Linked DNA regions of Ovis aries: region 2 is linked to region 1. A link is a contact called in public Hi-C data. All regions are on one chromosome and are shown on one strand. Each heading gives the region's core, a stretch centred on a gene start, on an enhancer-like site or on the middle of the called end of the contact. The rest is flanking DNA. Distances are from core to core; before and after follow the strand shown. Region 1 holds the start of ALDH5A1 (aldehyde dehydrogenase 5 family member A1). Region 2 overlaps DCDC2 (doublecortin domain containing 2).

Evidence for each region. Hi-C and Micro-C count contacts between places; a contact is called where the count stands out from the background.
Region 2: a contact with region 1 is called in a Hi-C map of liver, with 4 times the contacts expected there. The contact joins the enhancer-like site here to the promoter of ALDH5A1 in region 1. A contact is called at or near these places in 2 of 16 Hi-C or Micro-C datasets (liver and omental adipose tissue).

What each region holds. Positions count from the first base shown.
Region 1 is chr20:32,259,422-32,263,533 of ARS-UI_Ramb_v3.0, forward strand. It overlaps ALDH5A1 (aldehyde dehydrogenase 5 family member A1), which reads right to left and starts at 2,084. Exons shown (of 9, transcript XM_060403444.1): 1 at 1,733-2,084. The coding sequence starts at 2,059.
Region 2 is chr20:32,434,177-32,438,288 of ARS-UI_Ramb_v3.0, forward strand. All of the region lies in intron 6 of DCDC2 (doublecortin domain containing 2), which reads left to right. Among named protein-coding and RNA genes, the nearest start is that of DCDC2, 58 kb to the left of the region's middle. Within about 2 kb of position 2,140, at least 1 of the 54 cell types and tissues checked has an H3K27ac peak or open chromatin away from gene starts, as enhancers often do. A contact at or near this core is called in liver, where this site is marked.

The DNA of each region.
Region 1 (4,112 bases), core at 834-3,333:
AGATTCGGACACTGACAAGTTCAGAGGGAGGAGCATGTGACGATGGGGAAGATGGCCACGTGAGAGGGGCCTCAGGAGAAACCAGCCCTGCCCTCATGTCTTGAGAGCAGGCTTGTAGCTTCCAGAACTCTGAGACAAGAAACTCCTATTTAAGCCACTGAGTCTGTGATACTCTGTTATGGCGGCCCTAGCAAATTAATACAGTTGTCCACACTATTTACTTTACATTTTGCCCCTTTTCTCTGGCCTCTGATCCTGTTAGCCTTCTCTGCTTTTTCTCATAGCATTCATTACTTCTAACATACTTATTTGTTTATTGTTGTTCAGTCACTAAGTCGTGTCTGACTCTTTGTGACCCCATGGACTGCAGCACGTCAGACTTCCCTGTCCTTCACCATCTCCCGGAGTTTGATCAAACTTATGCCCACTCAGTTGGTGATACCATCCAACCATCTCATGCTCTGTCGTCCCCTTCTCCTCCTGCCTTCAATCTTTCCCAGCATCAAGGTCTTTTCCAATGAGTCAGTTCTTCGCATCAGGTGGCCAAAGTATTGGAGCTTCAGCATCAGTCCTTCCAAAGAATATTCAGCATTGATTTCCCCTTTAGGGAAAATTGACTGGTTTGATCGCCTTGTTGTCCACGGGACTCGAGAGTCTTCTCCAGCACCACAATTCGAAAGCAACAGTTGCTCAGCACTCAGCCTTCTTTATGCTCCAGCTCTTGTACCTGCACACGACTACTGGAAAAACCATAGCTTTGACTATAGGGACCTTTGTTGGCAAAGTGACATCTCTGCTTTTTGATACTGTCTAGGTTTGTCATAGCTTTTCTTCCAAGGAGCAAGCACACCCTGTGTGCACCAGGACCCAGGGGAAAGGAGAAGTGACTTGTTTGTTTAGCTATGCTATTTGTCACAGCTTAAATCTCCTCCCTCCCCTCACCTCCAAGTGAACTCCAAGAGGGCAGGAATGTTTCTTTTGTGGAACTGCTGTATCCCCAGAACCTCCCACAGTGGCAGGCATAACAGGTGCTCAGAAAATGTCTCATGGATGAATCAGTGTTAGATTCCCTTGGTACTTGGACCTCATTGCTGCACTGTCTTCCTTCAGACAAAGGATGCTGAAGGGCACGGTAGAAAATGACCTCTGGGCTGACTCCGGTGTCATAAACTAAATGGAAGAGGAAAGAAATCTCTCCCCCTGACAGCCCCCCACCCTCGATTCTCTACTCCTGTCTATGTCAGTTAAAGGATGTATCTGCCTATTCAGGCCCCAAACCTGGAGGGTGGTTCTGGGCTTGTCTCTTCCCTTGCCCAAAGCCCCCGATTTTTTCCAGTTCTCTCCACTCCCCAGCTCATGACTTGGTGTGAGCACTCATTACCAGCCTTGCTGTAAACCACCCCATTAGCCTCCTGCGTGGTGTTCCTGCAGCCAGACAGGCACTTCAGATGCTCTGAAATCACACGTGCTCTCACCTTCCCCTGCGGTCTGCTGGCTTATCATTGCAGGTTCCTGTTCTGCTCCCCTACCCGACCCTTTATGAGGCTCGAGGGCGGGGCCGTGCTCCCTAACGCCCGCTCCGGGCTTGGCACAAAGCCGACGCTCCAAACTTCTTTATTTTTACTGTCTTTCCACATGGTGTATCCTGGAGCACTGGGGAGGGGAGAGGTGACACAGCTGGTTTCACTAGGGTACAAAGCCCCGATCGCCCCTGCATCCGGCGCGCACTCACCTTGGCCGAGACCCCCCTCCAGCTGCAGAAAGCCTCGTAGGCAGCGCGCACGGCGGCGCGGGCCTCGGGCACCCCGCAGTCGGCCACCAAGCCTAGCTCGGCGCCGCTGGCCGGGTCGTGCACCGGGAAGGTGGCGGCTGCCGAGACCCAGAGGCCGCCCACGAAGCCGTCGGTGCGCAGCAGGGCCGAGGAGAGGCCCGCCGGGCCTCTGGCGTAGCCGCGGATCGGGGCCACTGGGCAGTCGGCACGGGGGCGGCAGATCCGGCTGGGAGGTGCCCGCCGGAGGTGCGGAGCCAGGCAGCTCCGCAGCCGCAGGCAGGCCGCCATGGCCCTGGAGGCGACGGCAGGAAGCAGGCTAGCGAGCGTGCGCACCCGGGACCCAGGCTGCGGCGGGGGCGCGCCGGGCGGCGGGGACGCGGAGCAGCGCCCTATTCCCGCGCCCTTAGCGCCGCACAGCCGCGAACTCTAGACCTTGATTGACCGAGAGCGCCAGCAGCCTCGGCTTCCTGCGCGACCTGGGAAGGATCGCGGATGAGAATGGGCAAGCTCGCTGGTAGAGGCGCCTGCGGACCCGAGTCAGCTTTATAACTATTCATTCCTTAGCCCCTCCGCCGCTCCCTCTCACCACCAACCCCACAAGCAGCTTTCCCCGCCGCTGGAATTAGTGCTTGGTCCATGGATGTGCCGACGTCAGCCCCAGTTTCTTAGGACGTGAGCAGGATGCTTCACTGTCGTAGCTTCTGTGCGTTTAGAATTTGGGGCAAGTGTTCTCGGAGGGGGTGCAGTGTGGCCCAGCGTTCTGCTGCCTGGATGCTTGTCTATTTCTGTGTTAACTGGAAGCAGGGATGCCCTTGATATAAGCGCCTTTGGAGAGCAGCAGACTTGGAGCAAACTCAGAATCTCTTGTTGACAAGCTGTGTGACCTTCCACAAGTCCTTTACCCTGGGTCCGCTGCTTTGCGGGATGGAATGATAACCTGCCCCATAGGTTTGTTGTGAGAGAAGGTATAAGGCTTGGTACAGTTGCTACCTTAAATTCAGCTTAGTGTTAAAATCCATGCTAGCTGACCTGGGTCAAACAACTAGTGAGATTAAAGTGTCCAGTAAAAAAGATGCACAATTTGAGAGTTTCTAGTTAAGTTTTATTTGGGGCAAAATGAGGACTGGAGCCTGGGAGGCGGCACCTCAGATAGCTCTGAGAGACTGCTCCAAAGAGGCGGAGGGGGGAAGTCAGTATATAAGATTTTGGTGAAGGAGGGAGTTCAATACAATTAAACGCTCATTTTACAAAAGGTTTTCCACTAGTCGGGCTTCCCTGGTGGCTCAGCTGGTAAAGAATCCTCCTGCAGTACAGGAGACCTGGGTTCGATCCCTGGGTTGGGAAGATCCCCTGGAGGAGGGAAAGGCTACCCATTCCAGTATTTTGGCCTAGAGAGTCCAGGGGGTCGCAAAGAGCCGGACACAACTGAGCGACTTTGACTTTCACTTTTCTGCTAGTCAGGAGGCTTTGCTGTCACCGTGAAGAGATTTAGTGCTTTCAGTGCCTTTCTAGATACGAGGAGATGCAAGTATTGGAATCATGAAATCAGTTCTTGAAAATATCCAACTGTCTAAAGACCTGTCCCACCAGACTCCCTGGAGCACAGAGTGCCTCCCTCCACCCTGAATTCCCTCTGGGATTGTTGAAGTTCAACAGCTGTGGCACCAGGGGGTTCAATCTCCGCAGAGGCCGATGGCAAATGCCCTTGTTCGGTCACTGACAATGCTCTTGGCAAGTGCCAATTTGTAGCTGACAAACGTTAGGCCACCAGGGAGTCAACATCAAACAACCAAGGTGTGATCACAATTAGACTTTGCCTAAAACTCTGGAAGTAGCAAGGAAGCCTCAACTTTGATGAGGATATAAATAGCAGGCCTATACTCAGAGTCTGTGGGTTCAAATGAAACTTAGCTCTCCGAGTTGATTTAGGATCACTAGTCCCAAAACACTCCCTGTATCTCTACTAAGAGGAGAGGCTCTTGCTGGCTTTGGTAGAGCCTGTGGTGTTTCACAGAAAGTTTTCACTTCTCAGGTTCAAAGGATTGTTAACAAAATAAGCCACTCATCATATACAAACAGATAATACCAATATATATTAGAGAATTATCCAGCTTACTTTCAATATACTAACATTAAAAAAGAAATAGAAACAGCAGAGGATACATCATCAAAATGGGTTTTGACCAACATCCAGACTTAGCACTGGGAAGACCCATGACACAGCTCATCTGGAGTCCCAATTGAGAAAATGTCCCAGGAAGTGAGTCTGCTGTGTGGGTGAAAAATTACAGTTCAGTAGTTGTTCAGTTGCTTAGTCATATCTGGCTCTTTGCAACCGCAT
Region 2 (4,112 bases), core at 890-3,389, 170 kb after region 1:
TTTAAGGAAGGGACCTTTAAGGACTCAAAGTTATGTTTTGAGATGAGTTTCTATCTCGTACACAAGCAAAGACCCAATGTTATATTGCCATGCTCTGATTTAGAATAACACAGTGATAGTAGAGTCTGTCTCTTTTCTCACAATGCTTTCTCACGAAGCATTCTGTAGATTCATCAAGCATTCTGTCCATTTATCCGGTCATCCAGCCATCCATCCAACACATGTTTAACAAGCACCTACTGAGTGCCAGGAATCCCTTCAAGCAGCTGGCAGAGTGGTGACAAGCGTTCAGACCGCACGGAACTTTTGTTCTAGTGCCTGTATGTGTGTGGGGCGGGGAGGGGTGGGAAGAATGGGGGTAGACAGACTATCAGTGTCTAAACAAATATATAATTTCAGGTGGTGATCAGTGCCATGAGGACAATAAAATGTGGCAGAGCATTTGCTGATATAAAATGCTCTGAGACTGAGACTTTAATGAGGTAAAGCAGCCAGCCATACAAGGTGGGGGCAGGGGAGAAAGAGCCTCCATAGCAGGCCCTCAGGAAAGAGCTTGGCATAAAGAAAGGGGACAGAAAGAAGGCCGGGGTGGTCTGTGATGAGATTGGAGAGGCAGGCAGGGCCCAGTGGTGCAGGCCGTGTGTGAAGTTTGGATTTGATTCCTTACCATTTGAGGGGCAGAGGAAGGGAGTGATAGCATTTGATTTCTGTTTTTGAAAGATCATTCTGGCTGTGGTGTCTGCAGAGAAGTGGGTGGGGCAAGAACAGAAGCAGGAGGCAGTGGGACGGCTGGAGTCCTGAGTGATGCGGGTGACTGGGACAGAAGGCAGCGGGGGATTATTGTATGTTGTCACTGATGGCTGCATTCATCCAGTAGCCATTTATTGAGTCCATATTATGTCCCGAGCACTAGGAGAAGGGGGACGACAGAAGATGAGATGGTTGGATGGCATCACCGACTCGGTGGACATGAGTTTGAGTAAAATCTGGGAGTTGCATGATGGACAGGGAGGCCTGGCGTACTGCGGTCCATAGGGTTGCAAAGAGTCGGATATGACTGAGTGACTGAACTGAACTGAACTGTTTTAGTGCTTGTGGGGAAGGGGAGGCAGAGATTCCAGAGAAAACCATAAATGTCTGAAGCCTCCATTCTGGAGGAGGAAAAAGACAAACTAATATACAGTTGATATTAATCAGGGATAAACTTGAAGAAACATGTATCAGGATATGGGGGGAGAAAGTTAGAGAGGGTGCAGTACCCCCTGGGTGGCCAGGGTGGGCCTCTTGTAGGAGATTATATTCAGCAGAGGGGCATAATCCCCTGGGCACACAGTGAGGTTCCACGAAACCTATCTAGTGGATTTGTGAGTGACTAGCCGTGAACCACACGGAGAGAATATTCTACGTTGGGCATTCCAAAGTCACAAGCTCAGGAACTTTTTAAGGGAAGGATCAGTTTGCTCCTTTCCTTTAAGTAATTGGTTCCCTGGAGAATGTACATATTTTCAAGATCCTTAACCGCTTGGCATGGAGTTGGGATGAGTGTGAGTGAAGGGGACGATGGGTGAGCTGGCTTACAACTTAAGGAGCTACTTACTGTTCAGTTCAAGGGAAGGCATCCCTGAACTCGTGATGCAAATCAAAGGGGACCCAGAGTTGGACTTTTAGGAATTCTTTTCTCCACAAGCTTTCTAGGAATGGCTGTATTGCATAAGGAAGGGAAGTGTGGGTGGGGGCCTGATAGAGCTTAAAAAAGAGAGAGAAAGCTGCTACACTCTCCATAGAGGACCTGCTGTGCAGAAGTGATGGGTCAGCAAGGCCCCACCCTTGTGGTAGGAAGTGTAGGTAATAGGGTTTGGGGTAAAGGTGAGGAGGTTCGGTGGGGGGGTCCAGCAACCCTTTCAAAACAGCCAGGCAATGCCCTGTGCAAAGCAGGAAAAGACCAGAAGTCACCACTCATACAGACGCGGGGGGTCACAGAATCAAGTACTTTGAGATTCTAGCCTGGAAAACAAAAGGAAGCGATAAGGGAATCCTCTGAAGTTCTATTAAGTTTGAAAAATTAACCCACCAGAGGGAGGGTGTCTCTAGGTGTGAGGTTTCAGTGCACAGAGTCCAAGCGCCCTCTAGTGGAAAAGACATAAAATCAGGGACATGCTTGAAAGTTGGAGCTAAAGACTACCTTACATTGTCCTCTGCCGCCGCTGCTGCTGCTGTTGCTGCTGCTGTTGCTGCTGCTGCCGCTGCTGCTGCAGCGTCGCTTCAGTCGTGTCCGACTCTGTGCGACCCCATAGACGGCAGCCCACCAGGCTCCCCCGTCCCTGGGATTCTCCAGACAAGAACACTGGAGTGGGTTGCCATTTCCTTCTCCGATGCAGGGAAGTGAAAAGTGAAAGTGAAGTCGCTCAGTCGTGCCTGACTCTCAGCGACCCCATGGACTGCAGCCTTCCAGGCTCCTCCGTCCATGGGATTTTCCAGGCAAGAACACTGGAGTGGGGTGCCATTGCCTTCTCCGTACGTTGTTCTCAGTTGTCCTTAATTCCCAAGTGGCTAATACATCTTGTGATCAACAATTTACAGATTCAAATATGGCAATTGCTCAGGTTTTGGTGAGAAAACATGATTATCCATGTATCACAAAGTCACAGTGAAAGGTCGATTCTGAAGTTTCCAGAACTCCATTTTGCCTTTTGGGAACCTGTGTCCAGTTTGGATAAAAAGATTTCTCACACTTCCCATCAGCAAATACACAGAGAAACACCAGCCTGAGTCTGAGTGTGGTCCCCTGCTCACAAGGTCTCCTGGATGCTCCGCTGAAATACACACCCTGTGAGTGCTGCTGTGTGCGGCAAATCCCTCACAAAATCACTTTACGAGGGATTTTGTGATGCATTATGGCTTTTGTGTCTTTGGCACATGTTCATGAAGGCTTAAAGTGAGTTTACCGTGGTAATGACAGAAACCTGAGTTGACTGGATCTTGTTGGGAAGAGCCTAGGGAATTATCCAAAACAGTCCCAATTTGAGTAGAGCAAGGGGGTGATCAAAGGGCTCTTTTTAGTTTTCTGTTGGTCTGAGCCAGAGGTTTGCTATTTCTGTCAGGTATTTTGATATGTGTGTGAGGGGAAAAACAGGACAGTGCTTGAGTGATCACATAGGGTCTAGTGTTTGCATGGGATGCCCTGTAAAATGAGGCTGCTGCTTGATTTCTTCCACTTAGAGATAAAATCGTAATCTATTACTTCCAGGTGACTTTTTAAGGGAATCAAACCATATGATAGCTGTTTCTAGTCCCTTGGGAACTAGCAAGTGTCAGTGTAGCAGAAAAGTCAAAACTGGGTAACTTTGAGAAAGTTAATTCCTTTATCTGAAAAAATGCCTATCTATGCATTTGGTAAATATTTGTGTTTATGAGTATTTCGCACACAAGCTACTCAGTAATGTTATCTTATCAACTAACATAGCAGTATGAGATGACAATCTTATTCCCTATGCCCCATAAATAGCAATGACTACCCCATTTATGAGTCATGTGTAGAAGTCTCAAAAAAGAAAGGAAGATCCCTCTTCTATTCCTCTGCCCTTCCCTGTCTCTATATAATTTGTCTATGTATTATCTATAATTTATATAATGAACTATGTAAATAGATAAGTATATAATTTATACTATATAATTTATTTGTATTTGTATTTATTGCACATGTTTTTACTTTTTAGATGCATCTGGTTTTCTTTTTTTATTGTATATCGGCGTATAGTTGATTTACAGTGTTGTGTTAGATTCAGATATAGCAAAGTGATTCAGTTATATACATATATCCATTTTTTTCAGATTCTTTTCCCACTTAGATTATGACAGAATATTGAGTAGAGTTCCTGGTGCTATACAACGTGCTTTCTTTTTAAAATAGAAAACATCTGACTTCTTACCCGTTTTCTAATTACAAAGCAATTATTTTTTTCTAAGTTTAATTTGTGTTGTGTTAGTCACTCAGTCGTATCTGACTCTTTGCAACCTCATAGGCTGTAAACCCTCCAGGCTCCCCTGTCCATAGAATTTTCCAGACGAGAATCCTGGAGTGGGTTGCCATTCCCTCCTCCAGGGGATCTTCC